2 separate regions of the Oryctolagus cuniculus genome follow, and region 2 is linked to region 1. Evidence: chromatin contacts called from public Micro-C data. All regions are on one chromosome and are shown on one strand. The core of a region is the stretch at or near the end of the contact, and the rest is flanking DNA. Distances in the headings are between cores, read along the strand shown.

Region 1 (5,972 bases), core at 688-3,187:
ACTGGTCTTATTTGTGAAATCTCTTCGACACTTAAAATGTTTTCTGAGTATTTTGTGAGTTTGGATTTCTGCAGTAAAGACTGTAATACCCTTGAGGACAAAGGGCTATGGCTTGTGAGTCCTTGCAACCCCTGGCATGGTGCTGGAAGTACTGCACAGGTCACTAATTTCCTGTTGATGTGTTTATTGTTAAGATGCAAAGAACAAAGCAATGCTTGGATTTTGCCAATCCGTAATTGGAGAAAGCCCGTGAATTATAATAAAGCTCCCCATGAGTCTTAGTTTACTTGGCCTTCATTGCTGCCATCCCTAGCTAAGAACATTGATTCCATCCCAGTTCCTCTTATACTATGAAAGCCAGGAAGGAGGCATAAGTGGACAACCTGGGTCTTTGACCACGCAGGTTTATTGAAGCTGACTCCTCTTCAGAGAGCGCTGTTTCTCTCAATCTTCTGTTTGAAGGAGTTGAAACAGAGTGACTTTTGTGGCGTTAATCAACACCAGGGGGCAGGAGAGAAAGTGGAGTGAAAGGAAACAAGTACAAAAGGATGTTGTGAATAATGGCTGAGGTATGTGAGAGCTTCCAGCACAGTCCTTGTGCCTGGCAGGAGGGCTATACATGTTGAACTATACTTGTTGCACATTTTAAAATCATTTAAAAATTACTTCTTAGAGAAGTCATCCATGTTCACTGTAGGAATTTTTAAAAATACAGAGAAGCTAAACATCAAAGACATTTTTAGTTACTCATAAGTTCACCACCTCAATAAAAGTACGGATAACATTTTAGTGAAGCATATTTTATTTACTCTGCATGCACATCTCTCTCCCAAAATGAGATCACAAAAAATTCTTACAATTTTACATTTCCCCATAACATTAGCTGGTAACATTCACCTTTTAGCTCAAGATATGATTTTGGGCAGAGGAAAGGACTACCCAGGCTTCCAGTTTGGGCTCCGGCCTAACCAACCCCTGGCAAACAGCTTAGCGTCTCTAGGTTTTAGGTTCCTCCTCTGTGAAATAGGTTGATAACAACGTTACCACCCATGTGACCTATGGCACCTTCCCCCTGCACGGTTTTTCCGGCCAGGGTAATTAGTGGAAGAGATTCTGGTGCAGTGGGGCTCGCTCTGGCATCAGCCAGCTCCACCTGTGAGGTCCTGGGTAGGTCTCGTGCCTCCTCAGTGCCTCAGTCTTCTTTTCTCTAAAGTGGAGTGAGACACACTACCTGGGGTTGTTGTGAGACATCTGTAGACAGAGCAGGGTCTGGCCCACAGTCCAGAACCATTCTGCTGCCCCTGTCTCCCACCGGAGGAAACCGAGACCACGGTGACCAGATCCACGGAGCTAGGAAATGCCACACCCAAAGCCCGGGCCCTGTCAGCTGGTTTTGACTGAGCTAAAAGGCTCGAATCCCTGCCCCTCACTGGTTGTTACATTTAAAAAATGAAGCCCAAACCTGAAGCATCTTTCCCAATTTCTTCTTCCACATTTTAGTAACTCCACTTTAACCGTTCCACTGCTGACTGTTCTTTAAAAGACAGCGTGATCTTTTTTGTACATTTTGACTGCTGGATATTTAAGTAGAGCAGAACTTAGATACAAGTTTTATAAAGACAGTTTATACTTAGAAACTTAATTTCAAGGTTGGGACGAATGGTCAAAAACCGCCCCCAACCAGCACAAAATAAGGAAAGCCCAGAGAAAGGCACTGGTGCTGGGAGGGCCGTGAATGTTCGCGTGACATTTTAGCACTGCTAAAGGACGTCAGAACCCAGTCCAGGGAGTTGGGTTCACCACTGGCTTTGGCTGGCCATGTGAGTGAAAAAGGCCATTTCATTTCTGTCTATAGTTTTTTCTCCCAGGGAGAAAACTGAAGAATAGATCAACTTACAAATTGCCTTTTAATTAAATGCTGTCTTATCGTTTTATAGGATCTGCGTGTTGAGAGGGTGGTTCCTGGCACCCACTATGATGCATTCGTGGATTCACCCTAAGCGAAACACACACACACACACACACACTCAGCCAAACTTCTCCCCGCGGAGGCTAAGGTGCGCTAGCACACCAAGCAACGAACAATGCAAACGTTGAAGACGTCGGGAGCCAGCCACAACTTGCTGTGCTCAGATTCAGCCGTGCACACACCCGCAGACGGATTCCCGAGGCGCTGGCTGGTGAGCTGGGCGCCGCCTCCCGGCTCCTTGCATGACTTGCCTGCACACCCCCTCGCCCAGGGTTCGCGTTACGCCGCTCAGTCCAGCTGGCCTAGGAGTCCCCAAATCCCGGGGCTCCCAGCTGGCGCTGGGCACATTCAGCCCCGCAGCTATCGCGTCCTTGGGGAGAGGGCTCGAGCTGCAGCTGGGCGCTGGTTGGTCACGCCAGCGGGCCCGCGGCCCGGCGATTGGTCCAAGGGATCCGTTCACGTGGTTCCGAGCAGATAAGCTGTCTCTCTGGCGCCTGACCCGCAATCTGCGGGAGCGACCTGCGAGGGGGCACTGCTGGGAGCTGCAGGGCGAAAGTGCGCAGGCAGCGGGGTGCAGGCTTTCGCGGTCAGCCCCGCCTCTCTGCCTCATGAGCTGCACCAGGTATGTTGGCTGCGACTCTGCAACCCCCGAGTCAGGCGAAACGTGCAGATGCATGCAGACTGGAATGGGGTGGGGGCGTTTTCGTTCTGTCGTTTCTGCAGATAGAGACCCCAGAGGAGGGCAAGTTGACAGATTGCTAGATTGAATCCGGCACTCAGGGGGCCTGGGAGGTACGGAAATTTGCAGTGTGTGTCTTAAGCAGAACGTATGTTGGCAATCAGCATCCTTAACCAGAAACTGTTTAAACCTGAGTCAGCTATAGTTCCATCTGCCTCACTGATAAGACTTCTCTTTTGGTCCTGCAAGTCTGTTCCTCGGACGCGGGCAGCCGGGCTTGGGGGAACAGACCTCTCATCTTGTTGGTTAGATAGTTTAGTTTGGTGCAAAACTACTGGACGCTTTCACAATCTTATCACGGTTCGCCATAGCAAACTCGGTCTCAGAGTTGGAGCAAACTATTATTTTTAACTCTTGGCCAGGACTGAAAATTCCAAGGAAATAGCCCAGTACTAAAACTGTCTTTCCATAAATGCAAAAGACAACAAACAAACCCAGGCTCCCATAAACTACTTTTAATAGCTTGCCCAGACATAACTTAGCAGAAGCCTTCTCTAAAAATCTAGCCTGTTCATTATTATTAGACCCAGAGTGATAGCTTTAGCTTTCATTTGTTTAAGTCTGCAGGTCACCCAGAAAAATCCCAGCGCTGATAAAGTGAGTTCTGCGAGTGCTCCTTATTATTCATTTTGTGAGAATGAGCGCTTGCTTGGTGCTTGGAGTTGCTCTAATGAGCAATGAAGGCAGACTTGGAAATATTGTGCACAGGATACACATAGCTCTGAATCCATAAGGCTGAAATACGGGGGAACTCTCAATCCCATGCCCTTGGCCAAATGTAATGTGAACCAAAGACCAGAAAAGCCTTCTTGAAGGATTCTTCTTGGTTTATTGCTGAGCATAGTTATGTTAAAAATTTTTCATAGCTTTAATGTCTTTCCGCTTATAAATGTCCATCACCAAAACATTAGAAAATATCCAAAAAAGTACAAAGACAAAAATAATTGTGAAATCCTATCACCTAGAGATAATTACTAACTTTTTAGTTTGTTTTCTATAAAGTTTTAAAATATTTATAAGTTCAAATACAATATATAGTTTTTAAAAAGCCCAATTTTCAGGTCATTAGTTTTCCCACTTAAATGCGGACTTGCCGTGGGCATGTTTCCATAGGAAATACAGGTTATGCAAATTTTTTCTTTAAGTGCCTGAACTGCTGACTTGTTTCAGTCAGTTACTTCTGAAACATGAGGAATAACATGACAAAGTGCAAAGGTAACTTTCTGCCTTCCATTCTCCCTAGCCTTGTCACTCTCAAAACCACTGCATACAAATTTTATTAATGAATCTTTTTTCTTTCCAAGTGGCTTACCTTTCCAAAGCAGCATAAATCATTGAGCAGCAAAATAAGCAAAGGCAGCGGAGGGACTGGATCTGAGGCTTCCAAACCTCTCTCATTGTTAGACCCACCTGGAAGGCTTTCTGAGCATCCCTGCTTCCTTTGCTCCATCCACAGGGGTTCTAAGTATTCAAATTAAGAAGAAAGAAAACCAACCGATTCTCAAGGTCACAGTGACTAGCCAGGGTTGAGAACCATCTCAGAGCCCTGGTTCTTAAAGTTGTGTAGAGATCATTACGTTTCCAACACTTCTGTTTTGCAGAAGGAGAAACAGAGACCCCTCCCACCCCTAAAAAGTTAAGCAGTTAACCCGCAGCCCTGCAGTCAGCCGACAGTGAAGGTGGACATAGGATGCAGGTGGGCTCACCTAACACTGCCGCCTCCTGCTCCATAGAACAGCACCTGCCTGATCCTTACTACATGGCTGGAATTCAGTCTGCACAAAAATAGTACTTATGAAGTAAGGACCCAGTGCAGGTGATGACCCCTCTCCCTTTTACATTCCAGAATGATCCAGGTCTTAGATCCACGTCCTTTGACAAGCTCCGTCATGCCAGTGGATGTGGCCATGAGCCTTTGCTTGGCCCATTCGCCCCCTCTGAAGAGTTTTCTGGGTCCTTACAATGACTTTCAACGAAGACATTTTGTGAATAAACTGAAGCCTCTGAAACCGTGTCTCAACATAAAGCAGGAAGCCAAATCGCAGAACGGCTGGAAGCGCTCACACAACCAAGCCAAGAAGCGGGTTGTGTTCGCCGATTCCAAGGGCCTCTCGCTCACTGCCATCCACGTCTTCTCTGACCTCCCAGAGGAACCAGCGTGGGATCTCCAGTTTGACCTCTTGGACTTGAACGACATCTCCTCTGGCTTAAAACTCCACGAGGAGAAAAATCTGATTTTAGATTTCCCACAGCCTTCAACTGACTACTTAAGCTTCCGGAACCACTTCCAGAAGAACTTTGTCTGCCTGGAGAACTGCTCTCTGCAAGAGCGAACAGTGACTGGGACTGTGAAGGTGAAAAACATGAGCTTTGAGAAGAAGGTTCAAATCCGAATCACGTTTGATACTTGGAAAAGCTACACCGACGTGGACTGCGTCTACATGAAGAATGTGTATGGCGGCTCGGAGAGTGACACCTTCTCGTTTGCCCTTGACTTACCCGCTGTCATTCCAACGGAGGAGAAAATTGAGTTCTGCATTTCCTACCATGCCAACGGGCAGGTCTTCTGGGACAACAACGAGGGTCAGAATTACAGAATTGTGCATGTACAATGGAAACCTGATGGGGTGCAGACACAAATGGCACCCCAAGACTGTGCATTTCACCAGGCACCCCCTAAGACCGAGTTAGAGCCCACAGTCTTTGGCAGTCCAAGGCTGGCTAGTGGGCTCTTTCCAGAGTGGCAGAGCTGGGGGCGAGTGGAGAACGTAGCCTCTTATCGATGAATTTAGCAACCCAGTAACTGGCCTTGACCTGCCATGCTCCCCATGCAATTCTAGGTCTGCAATGCTCAGTATTAGGAAGTCTTTGCTACTTTCCATCTGTAGGTTTAGATGTGAGCTTTTGAGACCTGGCTATAGAAAAGATAGCCACTGAGAATTTAGTGTTGGGATGTCGTTGGATGATACCACCCATTTTTGCTTCTGAGGATCAGCTAATAGCCTGGGAGCTGATTTTTTTATGGGAGTAGTCCTTTTGCAGTGCCCTTCCCTCTTCCCTCTCAGTTCACTAGCTTTCAGGTTGGGCAAGGAGTTGAGGAAGAGGACAATTGGTGGTGACAGGAAGCTGTGCTGATGGTATGAGGAACGTGTGAAAAGTGTACACAAAGGGCTCTGAAGTCACATCAGAGTCGGAGTGGGAGATCTGACTCTTGATTGTTGGTGAGAAAACATAAGGTTATTCTGTGTTTTAAAGTTGGCTTTA
Region 2 (6,367 bases), core at 61-2,560, 210 kb after region 1:
AATCCAAACATTATTCCAAAACTAATACTTTAAGGAAGAGTGTGCTATTTCGGTAACCTCTTAGTCATTTAAGAGGGAGGTTTTAAGAAATGAATTCCAAGTAGGAATAAAGAAAATGCATAATCACTAAACTTTTACTATTTTGTCACGCATTGCTGCATGACAAGACATGATCTTTAAATACATCAAAGCAAAGTTTCAGAAAGTATTAAATATTATGTCAAATAAAACTCTCAAAATCAGAGAATTTTTTTAAATTGTGCTTCAAAGCAATCAGTCACAATCACCAGGAAAAATGGGGGGGGGGGGGGAGCTGTCCCATGACATCATCTGGCAATAAAGGGAGTTTGGAGCCCGAGACGCTCTCCAAGTAACCATTTCGGAAATCCAGCAGGGAAGGCATCCCTGTCAAGCTCAGATAACTTGAGTTTAAATTTAAAAAGGTTCAAAAAAGCTTCCCCCCCCACCCATTAAGTCACATGTCTGCACCACAGGAGAAATAAAATCATCTCCGAAGCATCCACCTCCCACTCCCCTGACAGCAACGGAAAGGTCACAATTAAGTGGAAACTCGCTGCGGCGCCCGTTCTAGCCCAAGGGGGAAAGGGGGCGCAGCGAAGGGAGGACTCTCCGCGCCTCCGAGACGATCTCCTCCGCGGAGAACCCGTTCCCGCCCGCCCGACCCCCGCGTTCGGCCAACAGACCACCCGACTCCAAGAGGCAGGTCAGCCCCGGCCAGGGACTGGGGGTCCACCCGACCCTCCTTGGAAAACAGCACAAAGCATCGAGCGGAACGGGCCACCCCCAGCCTTCCCCGAGCGCGGAAGGCGCAGCTCGCCACGGGTTCGGGGCTGTCCACGAGGCACAACTCTTCTATCTCAGCCCAAGGCACGGCGGCCCCGGCGCATCTCCCCCGGCCGCCCAGAGTCCCGGGAGGCGACGCGGGCCTCTGGGCTCCCCCGGCCGAGCCGCCCAGCCTCCCGACGCCCGCCGTCGGGGCGCCCCTCGGCCCCCGCCCAGCACCTACCGCAGCCGCGCCAGCCCCGGCGGACACGATGGGCGGCAGCTTCTCGCGCTCCGGTTCTTTTCCTTTTTTTTCCTCCGGCGCGGCCGCCGCCACTGCCGGCTGAGCGGCGGGCGACGGCACCCGACCCGTTTCACTCATGTCGGGCCGGGCAGCAGGAGCGTGAAGCGGCAGCGGCGGCGGCGGCAGCGGCAGCGGCCGGGCTGGGGCTGAGGCTGGCGCTGCTGCCGCCGCGGCCGCGAGAGGGCTCTGGGCCGCCGCTGGCAACCGCCGCCGCCGCCGCCGCCGCTCCGCCCCCACCCGCGCTCGCGCTGACGCGCGGGCGAGTCTGAGGCCGCGCGCCCGGCCCGGCCCTCCCGCCGCCCCCGCACGCGCCAGGCTCGCGGACTCGGTCCACCCCCGCGTCGCTCCCGCCTGTTTCTAGCGTCAGCCTCCCCCGCCTGGCCCGGGGCTCCTCCGTCGGGGGGCAGGGACGCCCGCCATAGTCACTGTCGTCGACCCCAGAGCCCGGAGGGGAGGCCCCGCGGTGGACGCCTAGCAGCCATGTTGTTTGCCGGCTGTCGTCCGAGATGACGAGCCGGTTACCCCGCGCTTAGGCGCGCACTCAGGGTCGGGCTGAGCGCCCGAGCTGCACCCGGGGCGGGGCGCAGCCTACCCTGCGAGGTTTGCCCTGGCCTGAGGTGCCTGGACCAGTGGGCGCTGGTCCGCTTGCGCCCCCCACCCCGTCCCCCCAGCGTCCCCAAAGCCATCTGCCCTGGGCCCGCTGCTTGCGGCTCCTAGCCCTGCTCGTCCTCGAGCCTGTGCCTCCCGAGGGAACAGTCTTTCCACGCTTAGTGCGCGACCCCTTGCACACGCTCTGACGGCTGAGGAGGGACCCGTTGTGGGCCGCCCTCCCCGTTAGGGCTGGGCGGCCAGGCCACATTTTCCATTTCTGGGCCTCTCGTCCCCCTTTTGACTGCCAAAATCCGCCTCTCCCTTCCCGTCCCCGCTCGCCTACACTTCGCTCGCTCCCCGCTCGCATCCCTTTGCTGCCGCCTATCCCTTCCTTTTTCCGTTCCGTTTATAAGTTACAGATGGACATGCCCAAACTCAGCTGCATAATCCGTCATAGCAAATCATTGTAAAAATGTGGGCAAGAACCTTAAATCTGAAGACGGGAGGGAGCCTTTCACCGAGCTCTTAAAATGCCCCCACCCCCACCCCCACCCCCAGCACACGTAGACAATTTCCTTTCCTTTCTCCTCGCCCCCTGCTTTTCCTTTTCTCTGTCTGCTGGAGCGGCAGAGACACCTGCTGATCTCAGAGAAGGGAGAGAGTGAGAAGGCGTTGTGTTGCCTTTAGAACAGGGAGTCTCTCGACAAGCGGGCCTTCAGATTTTTAGATTGTGGCTTCATTATTTTATTCGAGCTGGATTTTCGGATCAGGGGACACCAGATTCGAATATAAGTGACACAATTAAATATGAAACAAAACCAAAGGCGATTTTGGGGTTACCTATTGTTTTATATAATGCGGTGTCGTTAGTGGAACTAAATACTAATGACGGTTCATATTGAGGTGAAGTTGCATTTTTTTTTTCAAATCCTGAATCTGTAACAAACCGATCTGAAACATGCAATGTAACGAATACAGTAATTGATATTTGAAATTGCCTTCTGGGTGATAAACTCTCACTTTCATTTATAGAAAGTCTTCCTAGTTTTAATATAGTTGCTGCCACCACCTGTTTACTTATTAATTCACAAAAGGTATGAAGTAAGTGTCACATACTCCAGCAGAAAATATTTCAGTGCTAATTAGCCTCGGAGCGGGGTGATGTCTCCAGGCACTACTTAGAAGCATCTTCCTCTTTTCTATGTCTCTTAAATTCTTTTTCAGGATTTTCTTTCCTACTTAAACTTCTGAAATACTCATCCCAAGGAAAGGAACATCCCATTATTTTCTACTCGTAGCGGGTCAGCATGCTGATGTCCTTAATACAGCAACAATCAAATGTTACTTTATAAAATGAAGCCTTTATTTTAACAGCAATGATTCTGTACTGCCGAGTCTAGATTGATAGAACAAGTACTAGAAGGGAAAGTACCCCTTTCTCTATTGTTTTTGACTAGATTTAGTGATTTCTATAAAAATGCTTGGATCAGAAACCACTTGGATCACATGCCTTATGCTTTCTTTTTGCATGTGTCAGACTAAATAAAAGTGTGTCTGTACATGTAGTCATATTCAGCAGAACAGAATGCTTAAATATTGGCAAAACAAGGCAAGTCAGAAATTTTAATTTCTGCTACTGCACCAGAGTAGATAATAACCCATTTCTAAACAAGTCTGCTGATTGATTGACCTGTTGGTTCTATAGCACAAATAATAAGTAATTCGTTGATGTAAGCTTGTACTTCCTGTTAATGACACTGCTCTCAATTCATCACCCCTTTCTCCTTCAGAGGCACTCCGGGATGGGGGTCAGAGGGTGGAGTGGAGGCTGCTAGAAAACAAACGACTCTGGGGGAGCTTGTGAGCTTGAGAAATGGGTTCCCACTGTTACCGAGTGCTTCTGGGGGCCCAGGTGGGAGAAGAGGGTGTTTTGAAGCAGGCGTTACAGCTAGCTCTGGCCATACTGCACAAAGGTGTGGAAAAGAGGCTTTTCAGCTGTGCCAAGTGTCCGTGGGAAATGCAGCAGTGATCACGTCCAAGTACCAGCTCTAATGAAGGAAAGGAGTGGGGCAGGAGAAAAATTGTGCTTTCCTAAGTATCAGTGGAAAACCTGGGCTCATTAGTTATTCCTCTGAGGAGTAAGATTTTGCGAGTGGGAGTGGGGGTTATTGTTATTGTTATTTCCAGGGAAGAATAGGTAAGACTAAATTACAGGGTGATGGAAGTTCTAAATTATAGATAACTTCTGTCTAATTACAGGAATATTAATGCAGTGAACAATAGCAAACTAGGTTCTGACAGGTCAGTGCAGAATGGTTGATAACTAATGCCATAATTGTGGAGGCACAGCTATGAAATAGTGCAGCTTATTTTTTGAAGAACACTTCTTTTTCACATTGTAAATGAGTTGTCCTAAAGTGGTAAACTTGGTGGAAATTACTTATTTTAGCCACATTGACATTGTTGAGAACATTGTTAGAACTCTTCCTTGGGTGCAAGGATTATGGTTTTTAAAGACTTCCATTTAGAAAAATAACCTCCATTTAAGAAATGTGTAGTCATGACCAAAAAAAAAAAAAAAAAAAGCACAGATCAGCAGAATGAAGGCAGTAAACAACACTGGATCCTACGGACTTCAGGTGTTCTCTAAGACCTTGATTTGCCTCTTTACAAAGTGTTCCATAAAACTATTTATCTGTATGCCTGCATATATAGTGTTTCTTATTTTGCTTTTGTAAAAGTAGGATGTACTAAAATACTGTTCTGAATCTGCTAACTCATTCTAGATTAGAATACCTTCAGGGATGTGATAAATCTTTAGAGAATGACCGTTTGAATTATGCAATGTTATATAGAGCCAAGACTGAAGAATAGAGTGAATGATCCTCAAGCTTTTCGTTTTTAATCAGACATCTCTTGGGTCTGTTCTCTGGATTTTCATTGGCCTGGTCAAAGCCCTCAGCATTTCTAACCCAGATTGTTTCTGAAGTCCACCAGTGGGTTTTGCCTTCAGTTTCTTACCTGTTTTAATTGTTACCAGAATGGCTTCTTCAAACTACATAATTTCTTGCCATTTTTTTTTGTTTAAAAACACTGCAATAGTCTGTCAATGCTTTTATGCTAAAATTGTGTAGGCCCTCTAATAGGGCATTCACCTGAATTATTGGCAAAAAGGCATTTTCATAATGTCTCAATTAGAAACCTTTCTTTCAGCTCCCAGAGCTCATAGTGCATATTTACCTTTATATGCCTATTACATCACATCTGAGTTATCTGTTCCCCTAATAAGTCATGGCATAAAGTAGAAGCACCGTAATTACTCCTTGAATCCCCATGTATAGCACAACTCGGATAGTGTGTCCCTCAGGGTATCAAGAGTGTGCTGTTAAGGAAGCCCTATGTTAAGAGTTAATGAAACATTTTTAAAATCAAGATTTATTTTATGTATTTGAGAGGCTGAGTTACAGAGAAAGATAGCGGAAGAGAGAGAGAAAACACACACACACACAGAGAGAGAGAGAGAGAGAGAGAGAGAGAGAGAAAGGATAGATACTTTCCATCTCCTGTTTCACTCCCCAAATGGCCACACAATGGCCTGGGCTGGGCAAGGCCAAAGCCAGGAGCCTGGAACTGCAACCAGATATCCACAAGGGTAGTAGCGACACAAGTAACTGGGCCATCTTCCACTGCTTTCCCAGGCATTTTAGCAGGGAGCTGGATCAGGAGTGATGCAGCCTGGATGTGAAGATGTTTCCTTAATGTGGCTTGTAAAGCAGTCCTGGAATCATTTCCAAGATGAATTATAAAAATGCTCCAAGTATTGGACTGAACTTGTTCAGATGAGTTGGTACTGGTATTGGTCCTTAAAAATCTTCATCTTCTAGAGCAGTGCTATTAATAGAACTTTTTGTAATGGTGGAAATGTTCTACACCTGTACTGTCTAATAGAATAACCACTGATCATATGTGGCTTTTAAGCACTTAACTTTATACTTTGATTTAATTTATATTGGTCTAGCCACATACTGTACAACATGGCTCTATAGTTGCACCTCAGCTATAACAGATCAAATCTAAATGAATGGCTCCACTGATGATCCACACTGAATCCTAACCTCATTCTTAAGAGTATATGCAAGGCCAGCGCCGCGGCTCAACAGACTAATCCTCTGCCTAGCAGCCCCGGCACCCTGGGTTCTAGTCCCAGTCGGGGCACCGGATTCTGTCCAGGTTGCCCCTCTTCCAGGCCAGCTCTGTGCTATGGCCCAGGAGTGCAGTGGAGGATGGCTCAAGTGCTTGGGCCCTGCACCCCATGGGAGACCAGGAGTAGCACCTGGCTCCTGCCATTGGATCAGCGCGGTGCGTCGGTCGCAGCGCGCTGGCTGTGGCGGCCATTGGAGGGTGAACCAACAGCAAAGGAAGACCTTTCTCTCTGTCTCTCTCTCTCACTGTCCACTCTGCCTGTCAAAAAAAAAAAAAAAAAAAAAAAAAGAATATATGCAAGCAAACCTGTACTAAAATAATAAAATAACCAGGGCAGGTCTAAAGGGGCTCTGATAGCAAGCTTAAAAAGCAAAATAATTCTTCCTTTGTAAAATTGTGTTTCTTTTTTTATATTGTTTTCACAGGAGTTTGCATTTATGGGTAAAGCAAACTCCATTTGGCAACATCTTGTGTTAGCCCAGTGAT

What was found. A called contact is a pair of places that touch in the nucleus more often than the background predicts.
Region 2: a Micro-C map of ear pinna shows a contact between it and region 1, with 4 times the contacts expected there. The contact joins the promoter of HECTD2 here to the promoter of PPP1R3C in region 1. A contact is called at or near these places in 2 of 6 Hi-C or Micro-C datasets (ear pinna and an unstated tissue).

The regions. Positions count from the first base shown.
Region 1 is chr15:38,806,211-38,812,182 of mOryCun1.1, forward strand. It overlaps PPP1R3C (protein phosphatase 1 regulatory subunit 3C), which reads left to right and starts at 1,938. Exons shown (of 2, transcript XM_002718505.5): 1 at 1,938-2,591; 2 at 4,555-5,972. The coding sequence starts at 2,212. The coding sequence ends at 5,494.
Region 2 is chr15:39,015,765-39,022,131 of mOryCun1.1, forward strand. HECTD2 (HECT domain E3 ubiquitin protein ligase 2) reads right to left here and starts at 1,311. Exons shown (of 21, transcript XM_051823369.2): 1 at 1,028-1,311. The coding sequence starts at 1,165.